Linked DNA regions of Gossypium hirsutum: region 1 is linked to region 2. The links are chromatin contacts, called in public Hi-C maps. All regions are on one chromosome and are shown on one strand. Each heading gives the region's core, a stretch centred on a gene start, on an enhancer-like site or on the middle of the called end of the contact. The rest is flanking DNA. Distances are from core to core; before and after follow the strand shown. Region 1 holds the start of LOC107905234 (RNA-binding protein 2). Region 2 holds the start of LOC121229051 (proteasome subunit beta type-3-A).

Region 1 (5,948 bases), core at 2,778-5,277, 170 kb before region 2:
ATTCTATAGAATATAGATATGTGCATTGAGTGGATGATGGGCAAACCTATGACATAGAGAAAAATCATAGCATAAAAAGCTATAGATATCCTTTTTTTTTTTTTATAATTTCGAGGAAGGGGAGATTCGGGCGTTACTATTTTAACAGTGGATACAGAAACTTACCACTTAAGTCAAATGCTCAAGTGCACCAATATCGTTCTAGAGTGTTCACTATGGTTTCCTATTATCTTTTCATATCATCATCCAATGATAAGCTACCTTCTATAAATGTCAAAAACAATGGACGAAGAGATCACCTTGCAAGGCACTCATTGCAGTTGCTGCACAGGCAGGACTTGAAAAATCAACAAAACAAAGGAGAATATGATCTCCACCACGCTGCATTACCAATGCACCAGGTTTCAGCATTCAAAGCAGCACGCTCACTCATGACAATTTCATATGTAAAGAAAACAACAAAGGAAATCATGCTAAAGGAGACAAATTAAGTTTTGGCAATGCCTAGTCCACTTACCTGTCGGGGTTCTTTGCTCACTAACCGTACTTCTTTATATCCAACAAAAGGGCGAAAGATATCTATAATCTCAATCAAGGAATGTGAACCAACAGTTGGAAGCAATACACTAAAGTAAAAATACCGTATCATAAAAAGAATATATCAACATATCTTATCAAGCACTAAATTACATAGGATACGAGCTACTTCCCTCCTTGTGCTGTCAGGAGGAAATCCCTCAACATATAGAGTATTGGAAGCATCAGGAGGGAGAGGAACAGTATCTCGCCCTGGCCTTGCAATTGCATCCACTGGATGTTGACCACTATAACCGATATTATGACCATTTGGTGACAGATCTGGAGCAGCAGATCCAAGAAGACCCATCAGGGGAGGATCAGCTATTGGATGAACAGGCATTGCACCACCAACAGCCCTTCCTGACCCACCAAATGCACTAGCTTCTCCAGAAGTAAAAGAAGAAAGTTTCTTCAAAAGCAATTTAATGAATGCTTTAGAAAACAACAATGGAGATGCAAGGTGAAGTATAAATAAGCATGAGTAAAAGTCGAAGAAGGTACTGCACTCTGGAGATAACGATCATATGCTGATCCAATAGAGTTTGTATCCCTCACAGACAGATGTCCACCATGATCATCATCTCTTGCCAAATAACTAGGCATCTCAAGGGCTGAACGTGGTCCAAAGGGCGGAGCATCTGTTAAGTTGAAAATTGAATATTTATATGCAACTCTTTCCTAAAGCAGATAATATCTTTCACAAAACATGCAAAGTGAAACAAGCATTTTCTTAAATTGATTACAAACAAAATGGAATTTCACTTGTGCTTGCACTGCTGGTCTCAGGCTCACTCAAATGAAGGAGGGCTGCAGGGCACCTGTGATAGCCAGCAGGAAATCCCATCACATCTTTTGACATGAACCAAGATAAGAGAATTAACATTGGGGCATTCACTACTAAGCAATGTGCAGCTTCTTTGTGGCCAGGAGCAATGCTAAATGGGCATGGGGTTTTAGGCTGTTGCCCCTAAGCAACGTGCCACATCAACAACTGGATATGGTGTCAATTGAGTAAAAGATCCATTCCCCCCAAGATAAGGGACAGATAGGATTAAAGAAAGGCCAGACTTTAGCATAGGTTTAATATCTTGGAACACAAGGTCTCTTACATGTAATTATGTAGAGCTAGCAGAGGATTACAAGGAATATCCACATTTTTGCCTTCAAGAGACTAAACAGATAGATAAGAAAGTTAAATCTAATGGTGAGTGGGGTCACAAATTATATCATTTGGGTAGATATAGTAACTAGAAGTGGAGTAGGTATAGTTTAAGACCATCAGTTGGTTGTTGAAATTATAAGGACGGACAATGAGACATTTCTCATAAAACTCAAAAGTAAAAGCCAATGCTTTAAACATTACTGATACTTATGCACCACAAACTGACTAGAGAATGCTATTAAGTGGCAATTTTGGGAGGACTTTGATGAAGTGGTGCAAGGCTGATCCGTAGAAGAAAAGATTTTCATTGGAACATCTTCAACGGACATGCATGGGCAAGTCTTAGGGGTTTGAGAGTGTGCATGGCAGGTACAATTTTGGGATAGAAGCAAAGAGGAAGTATCATCCTAGGTTTTTTTAATCTTAAAGACTTGGTTTTAGCAAACACTTTACTCAGGAAAAGAGATTCCCATCTAATCACCTCGGTGGAAAGAATGCTAGTCAAATAGACTTTATTTTTCTTACTGATGTATAGAGTTGTTACATAGACTGTAAGGTGATACTGGAGGAGAGTATAGCTATGCAACATCAACTTCCAGTTTTAAGTTTTATTTTAGAAAGACATATAAGCAATTGAGACGTGTCCTAAACCCAGGATATGGAGGATTTTGGAAGGGAATGCACAATCATCTTTGGTGGCTAGATTAACCAAGGAGGCTAAATGGGAAGATAAAGTCAACCCTATTATGATGTGGAATAAGATGACTGATTGTATCACACTGGTAGCTGGTAGCTAAATAGGAACTTGGTGAATCTATGGGCATGATATCACAACGTAAGAACCATCATGGTGGAGTGCGGAAGTAAAGGTAGTTATTAAGGACAAATGATCTGACTATACAAAGTTAAGAAATTGTAGGGATAAAAAAAACTTTCAGAAATACAAGCTAGAAAAGAAAGGAGATCAAGAAGGCTGTAAAGGATGCTAGAGTGAGAGATATAAAAGTATTTTTTGATAAATTGGACCCATAAGATGGAGGGAACTGTATCTATAGGCTTTCCTCAGATGAGGGAGAAGAAGACTAGATACTTGGGAACCGGTATGTCTATTAAGGATAACAACCATATGGTCTTGGTGGAGGATGATAAGATTATCGAGAGATGGAAATATTTCATAAGCCTTCAATTATATTTACTCTCAAGACGTGGGTTATCAAAATATACCACTAGATGACCTAAAATGTGACTTTAAGGGTAAAATAAGATCTTTGAACCTTGAGATCAGAAACACCTTGCACTGGATGAAGATTGGAATCATGATCAGTCTAAATGCAATTCCTATCAGAGTTTGGAAATGCCTCTATGAGGTTGGGATTGGGTGGTTGAGGAACTTGTTTAACAAGAACTTGCCCCAGACGAAAACTGAAATGGTGATAGGCCAATATCCAATTCCTATCAAAGTTTGAAAACGCCTCAATGAGGTCGTGGTTGACTAACTTGTTTAGCAAGATTTGATAATGTAATAAGATGCCTAATGAGTACAGGAAGAGTATTTTAGGGTTTGATCCCCCAAATATATGGAAAAGCTTAAAAAATAATAATAAGCATACTGATTTTAGATGCATACTAAGAAACACTCAACCCGTGACTCCGAGTAACATGGGCATCCATTTTTCATTGTTAAAAAAATATCAATTTTGATTCGTGCTTAGATATAAATGTATCTAATTCAACAAAAAGAAACCTAACATCGAACTCCAATACTAAGTTCGAACATAATTCAACCAATATAACCGAAAATTTTCCACTTTTTTTTTTCTAAACTAATCTCAAAAGCAGCTAAAGCTAAAACAGAAATAAACAAAATTTTGGAAAACTAAACAAACAAAATGGCAACAGAAAAAGGATTTATAGCGGCAAAAAAAGAAGTTTACCGTAATCAGTACGTGGTCGTTTAAGCATCCCACCAGAAGAGAGCATCGGAGGATTTGGCTGTCGCCGATTCCAGTAACCATCTGCCATTTACTCTTTCTAAATTCCTTTACAAAAAAACAATTAAAATAATTTAATTTTTCTAAATTTCCCTTTACAAAAGGAGGAAAAAAGTGGAAAACCCAGAATCAAGGAAACCCTAACTCTAGCTATAAATATAATCTACTTCTATTCCTTTCATTTTTTTCTTTTTTTGCAAATCGGATTTCCTGCTCAGTTTCTGGTAACCAGTGAAAAGATTTCCTAACTCAGACGACTAGCAAGTCAGTATATACGTTCGGAAGTTTTCGGTGCAGTACCCTTCATAAATCTTTCCGGATGGATCACCACTAGAACGGATCATGGGTCAAGTAGGCTCCTTTTGGTAAAATATGCTCCAAGTCCTTGTTCTTTTCTACCTTTGATGTTTAGTCCCTCGACTTTTATTTCTAAAAATTTAGTCCCTATACTTTTCAGATTTCAAAATTCAAGTCTAATTTTTAACATTGTTAAAATTCTTTTATTAAATTCATTAGCGTGGCATTTAGAAATAAAGAAATACTCATTTAGTAATTATGCAACAACAACAAAAAAAAACTATAATAAACTTGAATTTAACAAAAGAATTTTAATGATGTTAACAATCTGACTTTTATTTTTAAATCTGAAAAGTAGAAAGACCAAATTCCTAAAAAATAAAAATAAAAAGACTAATTTTCAAATATATAAAAAGTACATCAACTTTAAGCACATTTTATTTTTATTTTTTTATAAAGTGGGTCAAGCGGGATTTAAAATGTATTAACTAGTGTTGGCGGATAATATTAAAATATTACTCTTAGATTAGTATTTATATATTTTTATAATTAAATTCAAATTATTATATAAATAGTAAACTTGTTTAATGGTTGGATTATCCATCTAAGCTCAAAGGCTTGCCTAACAAATGAAAAAGTTTGTACAAAAATATGATATCCAAAATTAAATGCGAGATCAATTAAGTTTGATTAGAAACTTTTTTGGATTTTTTAAAACCCTAAGTGATAATTTTGTTTGATTTTTCATACTAATTTAGGGTTTTGGGGTCTTAGACTTATTTTTTATAAGATAGGTTTTGTTGTATGATTTTTTTATATTATTTGGTAAAGTTTCAAATAAATTTTCATAAATATTCTTAAAAATAATTTTTAAATTAAATAAAAAATCAATACCATTAGTGTATTTTTGAAAAAATAAGTTTTTATATAGAATTCTTTATTTTTATTATTTTAAATATAAAAGATTTATTTTTACATCATAAATATTTTAAATTATTTATAAATTAAATAAAAATAAAAATCGGTTTGGATAATCGTAATTTTTAATGTGTATTTCAAAAAATCGTTCAAACACCTCAGTTTAGATCAATTTTTGATTTCTTTTGTTTTTCTTGCTCAATCCTATCGAAAGATAATAAGTTTATAACCATAAAAAAGAATTGAATTCTTTCATCACACAAATCAACCCTATCCAACATTGCTTTGAAATTGTATTTGAACTTTTTATCTTTGAGAGTATAATCATGTGCGACCTCCAAAACTAGTTTTATACCTCTTATCTTATTCCTTTAGATGGTTGGAAGTTCTTTAACTTAGAGCCATTGAGAATGACAGTAGTAGAGTCAAAGAGATACAACGCATGATGAGATCAATCCATTACTTGAGAAAGTTAAAAGTAACTCAAAACTCTCTTAATAAAACTCTATTCCAACTTGTCATAAACATTTTCTAGGTCGAGTTTAAAGTTTGTAGAGCCAATCTTTCCTTTTAAACACTTTAGAGAGTACGTATCTTCTTGGACAATAATGGCATTATCCAAAGTTTGTCCTCCCAATATGAAAGTTGGCCTAGTATGGAAATATGAGTTTTTGAAGAATTGGTCGCATCCTAGCAACTATAACTATAGAGATGATTTTGTAAGTCATATTGCATAAATCGGTTGATTAGAATTTGTTGATAAAGGTTGCATTTTTTGTTTTAGGAATGAGAACAATAATTGTGTCATTGAGTCCTTTAGAGAGTTGGGCACTAGAGAACACCTCTAGTGCCATCTTTATTACTTCATCTTTGTTGTTGGGCCAACACTTCTATAAGAAAGAATAGGTATAAGCCATTTACTCCTAACTCGTTAAACAAGTTGAATACCATAGAACTTTGTCTTTGTATACATCAATTATGGGTGCTTCTAGCCTAGGGCT
Region 2 (6,405 bases), core at 1,677-4,176:
TCCTTGACCATGGTGTTAGGCGTTAGATAGATCTCTCTCTCCTCTCTATCTCTGTATATTTGGCTAGCTTGTTTTGGTCCCATGCATTGCTTCCATTTTATCAGCCGGCTTAGTTTTGGGTAAGAGCTGCCCCCTTCCCGCAACCCACCGCCATCTTTCTTCTCCATGCTTCTTTAAGGTAGGAGAGAGATCAATAATTAACTTTGCATAGATGGTCCCACATTGCTGCATTTCAATGTTGGTAACACCTCCAGTGGGCCACCCCCTTAACCATTTCTACATTATCAGTGACCTACTTGAATCTCCGATAGGAGATCTCGAGCAAGTTTTGTTATTTTAGTTTCTGTAGTTTTTTAGTTGTTGTTAGGGTGATCACTTGTTTGGCCGTTGGACGTTGGTCACCGATCCCGCTTCTCTCTTGGGCTTTGTTTTTGTATGCTAGATTCTGAACATTTTTTAAGTAGGATAAGGTATGGTCGCAATAATAATCCTTTCTGTCTTTTGACATGGAAGGATGTGGCCTCTAGTCTCATGGGACTTGATTTTCTAAGTACGTCAGGGCTTTGTTTCTACTGAGTCCCTTGATATTTCGGCTTTTTGTACATGTACTTAATCATATCTTCACCAAATGCTTTTCGGGGCCATTACTTAATGAAATTGGGAGACCAATATGGTATATGGGATCATACGTATTTATACGTCTCCTCTATATAAATGGTTCATTTTCTCTCCGTATGATTTGATTTCCTCTTTGCATCTCAATCTCATTTCCAAAAGGATTAATGGATACTCGTCTTTTAGCCTTTGGTGATGTTTTGTTGTCTACTTTCCTCCTATTTTCCGCTAAGATGTTCTAGTGGTTCAGATTTGAACCTTTTCTTTTTCTTTTTTCTTTTTTTTTTTTACGAAATGAAATGAATTTTGTATTTGTTCAAAAAAAGTAAGGAATTTAAATATTAAAATTTAATTTTGATCTAATATATAATGTTATACATGAATTTTAATTTTGTACGATTTCATATAAAAAATTTTGATTTGATTCAATTTTTATAAATTACTGATAACATTATCAAATTAGTACAATTTTATGTTGATATATTTAATACACAAATAATTATATTAATTCAATATGAAAATAAATGTACCTTTTTATTTATTTAAATAAGTATAATTAAATAAAATTTAAAATCAAAATTTTATGCATATATATAAATAATAATTTAAATTTAATATACATAATTACATCGCATATAAATCAAAATTCAAATTTAATGCATATAATTACATTAAATTCATGCTCCGTTTATATATAAAATTGACATTATTCCTACGACAACTTTGACATCATTTTAATCTTTTAACATTTTTTTTGGGCTTTGATATTGCTATTGAGATTGCTGATTGATACCAATAAAACCAATCAAATTAATTACTCAATTACCTTTATATTACTTGAATATAGAAAATCTCAACCCAATTAATTAGTTAAATCAAAATACAAAATTAAATAGTTGAATAGAAAACAATCCAATTAATTTTTTCAATAAAAAATTCCAATTTTTTAAAAATAAACAACCAAACTAATTAAATTATCCCATTAATTACGTAAATATAAAATTAAATACATGGACCCAATTTTATTATTAATTTTATAAACAAATCTTTAAAAGACCTGAAATTTAAAAAAAAAATTCAATACAACCCTAGAGAAAAACTAAATTTTGGTTAAATTAATTTAACTAAGTTTAAATTATGTTGGATTTATTCAAGCATTGATATATAAGATCCAATCAAATCAACTAAATTCTAGATTTGTTTATGAGCTGAATATGGACAAAATAGAGAGGTTTTAGACAAAAGTACGAAATCAAAATAATAGACTTAAAAAAAGTTAGACCTATTTAAAATATGAATTGAGTCTGGACTTCAGATTTAAGGACTGGGTTTAACCGACATGTTTTATTCTTTTATATTTTTATTTTGTTTTTATATTTGATATAATTTATATCACATAAAATTAAATAGAATATTATATAAAAATTAGAAAATTTATCAAGTTGTCTAAATTTAAAATTTTAATAAAAGAAGAACCATCTAAAATATTAAATTAAAAATTATATTTTAAAAGATAACACAGAGGATTTTAAAATCAGTGTTGGTTAATCATTTACAAATATGAGTAAAAGTAGTAAAATTTTAGGTAACTTGGACAAATATAAAGGGTATTGATATTACGTGTAAACTCCACTCAAGGTTAAAGTATTAGTAAGTTTATATTTTGGTCATTAAATTTCAAAAAAAATACAAAATAACCATTGAGCTATTAAAAAATTTTCATTTAAGTCACTGAACTGTTAAAATCACTATTGTATGACCTTCTTTATTCTCACTGTTTGCACTAATCGAAAGTTCTTATTCTCATTCTCTTCTACAATTCATTTTTTTTATTATGACATAGCTTTGAACATCACAAATAAGCAAACCAAAGTCCAAACAATTTTATTTTTCAATCTTCATCATTGACCGTCAGATCAACTTGAATCTAAAGTATGTTCTTCTTCTTTTCGATGAAAACTGATCTACTGTACTAATTGTCGACTAGTCACTTGGAGCTATGTTCTTCTACTTATTGATGAATGCTGATCTACTGTACCGATTGTTGAATAGTCGCTTAGAGCTAATTAATCGAACTTAAAAAAAAAACTTAATCGTCTAGTGACTTTAAAAAAACTTTCGAATAGTTTAGTGACTTAAAGAAAAACTTTCAAATAGTTTAGTGACTTAATAAAAACTTTCAAATACCTTAATGACTATTTTGTAACTTCTCAAGTTAAATGACCAAAATATAAATTTACTAATAATTTAGTGAGTTTAGTTATAATTTACCCTAATATTATATATAGACCCGTCAAATCGGACCGGAACGGACCCGGCCATGAACAACTCAACTGAATCCTAACCGGACATACCGGGTCAAAACTTGGAGCTTTGAGAATAGCGGACTGTCCTCCAATCCATCCTACACTCTTCTTCTTCGGTTCTTTCTTCTTCGTCATTTAAAATCTCAATTTATTAAAATCAAATCAGTTTCTTGTGCATTCAACACCGAAAACCCTAAAATTTCCAATGTCGGTATGTCGCTTTTATTTTTTATTTTTTAACCCTAATTCTTCGAAGCTTAATAACAGAGTTTCTTTCTTTTTTGGTCGATGATGATGCAGATCTTCGAGTACAATGGGAGCGCTCTGGTATCCATGGTAGGCAAGAACTGCTTGGCCATCGCTAGCGATCGTAGACTCGGAGTTCAACTCCAAACAATCGCCACTGATTTCCAAAGGATTTCTAAAATCCACGATCGTGTCTTTCTCGGTCTCTCTGGCCTTGCCACCGATGCTCAAACATTGTACCCTTTTTTTCCCCTTATTTGTTGCCTTTTATGATTTTGGTTTTTCACTTAATAAATAATTATCTTCTTTGTTTTTTTTTTTAAATTCAAGGTATCAAAGGCTTGTCTTTCGGCATAAGTTGTATCAGCTAAGAGAAGAGAGGGACATGAAACCTGAAACTTTTGCTAACCTTGTTTCTGCTCTTCTTTACGAGAAAAGGTTTGTTTAAAATCCTCACTTACTTATCTTTGGCTTTGTTCAATTGATGGAAGAAATGTGTAGCTTTAGTTTTGCTTTATACTGCAAAATATTAACTCTTGATTAGTTGGACATTCAAATTAATTAGAAAAAATACTAGGAGAGGATTGATTTCTTAAGGATAATGGGTCTATAAGATAAGAGTAGTTGAGAAATGGTAAATTATATCTGTTTTTTATGTATAGTACTTTCGAATTGTGTTACTAAGACTGGCTTTAAGTCTCGCGTCTAGATATGTGTTCAGCATATGTATGTTTAATTTTTTTTCTTAGTTTTTCCATGTATTGGAGGATCATATCCCGTACTCATCTGGATATATGTTGGACTTGAGTGTTAGACATGAGTGCTTCAAAAAAATTAAAGAGTTGGAGCAACAACGCTTTTGAATAATACTAGTTAAATGGCTAAAAGTAAACGTATTTCTTTTAAAAGAAATGGAGCTCAGGGGAGGAAAAGTTTATGGAGCACATGTCATGTGAAAAACCTTACATATGTCCTTGAAGGGAAATAACCTACTTAGCTTTTGAGAAGAAACTGAGCAATGAGCATCAAAGATAATATTGACTTTCTCTTTTCATAATTTCTTTTCTAGCCTTGAAATCTAAAAGATGGATTTCATCTTTTCCTAACAATTTCAAGCCCTTACTTTATGGTATGTCAACCTTGAAAGGAATAAGTTGGAAGTGTTAGATTTGAAGTAGGAATTGCAATTGAAAAGGGTGTCCTTTTTATGCGTGCAAGAGATAAGTTTTATGACATTTTTCCCCATAGGTTTGGTCCATACTTTTGCCAACCAGTAATTGCTGGATTGGGAGATGAAGACAAGCCTTTCATTTGCACCATGGATTCCATTGGAGCAAAGTAAGTTGATTTCATTCCCTTGTAATTTTTTAAATAAAGTTGTCTTAGTCGCTTGGAACATTCATATTTGTTTTACCTGTAGTATTTAACGAACATGAGACTTTGTCTTGTAAAATAACTGCTTGCAACTTTCCTTCGGTAGAGACAAGCTTTGCTGTTGAAAGTTCCTCTATGGAAATGAAAACTTTATTTAATATCTTAATCAGAAGTCAAAGAAAGAAGAACTTTTACTCCATGATAACAGATTGCCAGGTGGCCTGTGACATCTAAAAGAGAAAATCATAAATTTGAACACTGTTTAATAAATAAAAAAACACCCCTATTATCCCTGAAGCAGAAATCTGAGCACTTTTTAGTAAAAAAATCTTCTATTGCTCAAAACCCGTAACTCTGAAACCGATCAATAAAAGACTCCCATTATTCTTCCAACTCTGTTGTATACAACTCATTACAAATGATCCTTGATGCCTGGCAAACTAGGGGTGTGGGGTCTCAATCATAATTGCAGCTTGTTAACAAAATAAGGGCAAAACCTATACACATTCTTTACTTGCCTTCTCCTGCCACACATGATAAACTGGGAAAAACCTTCCCCTAGCCACCACCTCTATATAATTAATTTTCTTCTATAAAACTTGTGTGTGTGTGTGTGTTGATGTTAATGCTTTCAAGACAAATAAAGCTTAAATTTAAAAATATTCTTCATGTTTCTTTGCTTTTCACTTTTCAAGGAAACCTGAAATGTATATATCCATACTGATTGCATTAAAAGAAAATCTAAAGAAGTTTGTAGTCAGTGGCACTTTAAAATGGAATAGCAACAGGGTTTTGATTCAGACAACCATACGTTTGTAGATAGCTATTACCCTCTTCTCTTTTCTAACTTTCAAATTGGTTACTTCCAATTTCCAAATTGGACAGGTGCAGCTACCATTACTTAATTCCAATAACTTACCAAGCAGAAGAATTATCTGAGTTATTTCATAGTATTAAGTTTAGGACATGCATAGCATTAAGATCAATCTTTGCAATTTCCTTTTGATGCATTAAATTTTAAAAGGACAACCTCCGACATTATTATTCAAAATCTAAGGGATTTCTGGATGATCATAGGATAATTTGTCATGTGTCATCTCTTGTCATCTCTCTGTGAGATTTGATTTATACATGCATGTTAGCGTAGCCATATGAGCTTTATCATGTAATTAACTCGCTTTGATTTAATGTTTATTTTGGCACCAATGAGTTGGATTATTGACTGGCAAGATTGTTTTGAATCATGTGGGTTGAATTATTTTTCATATTTCAGTTGTTATGTTTGCTATCTTCTAAATGCAGGGAGCTTGCAAAAGATTTTGTTGTGGCTGGCACTGCCTCTGAGTCTCTTTACGGTGCCTGTGAGTCAATGTTCAAGGAGGACATGGTTGGTCATTTCATTTATTTTACTATGCTCAAATCAAAAAACAATCACAGTCGATTTGAATCCTTTTTAAGAAGCATAAAATCCGTTCCTTTTGTGCATGTAACCTAAAAGCTTAGACACGGTGCTTTCTTTTGGAGTAGATTATTTGGTCATTGTTAAAAGTGTTTTGTTACCTACTAAATTATTCATGCTTTATTGACTCAAATGTTTTCTTCTTATAAAGGAACCCGAGGAATTGTTTGAAATGGTTTCGCAAGCTCTCCTTTCATCAGTAGATCGTGACTGTCTTAGTGGTTGGGGAGGACATGTCTATGTCGTGTAAGCATTTCTGAACGATTTCCTTGTATAATATCTTAGCATTTTTTCCCCTAGGGTGATACTTGTTATAGGTTTGCCGAAGTGGATCTTGATTAAAACCATCGAAATTCTTGCCTTTCTCTTATAGAGAATGCAATATTCAGGGTTAAAGTATCTAGG

Evidence for each region. Hi-C and Micro-C count contacts between places; a contact is called where the count stands out from the background.
Region 1: a Hi-C map of leaf shows a contact between it and region 2, with 2.0 times the contacts expected there. The contact joins the promoter of LOC107905234 here to the promoter of LOC121229051 in region 2. A contact is called at or near these places in 2 of 34 Hi-C or Micro-C datasets (both in leaf).

The regions. Positions count from the first base shown.
Region 1 is chrA05:30,988,398-30,994,345 of Gossypium_hirsutum_v2.1, reverse strand. LOC107905234 (RNA-binding protein 2) reads right to left here and starts at 4,027. Exons shown (of 8, transcript XR_005926486.1): 1 at 3,676-4,027; 2 at 1,086-1,217; 3 at 700-960; 4 at 518-579; 5 at 300-381.
Region 2 is chrA05:30,814,313-30,820,717 of Gossypium_hirsutum_v2.1, reverse strand. LOC121229051 (proteasome subunit beta type-3-A) reads left to right here and starts at 2,926. Exons shown (of 8, transcript XR_005926484.1): 1 at 2,926-3,128; 2 at 3,222-3,403; 3 at 3,498-3,605; 4 at 4,416-4,505; 5 at 5,844-5,928; 6 at 6,152-6,246.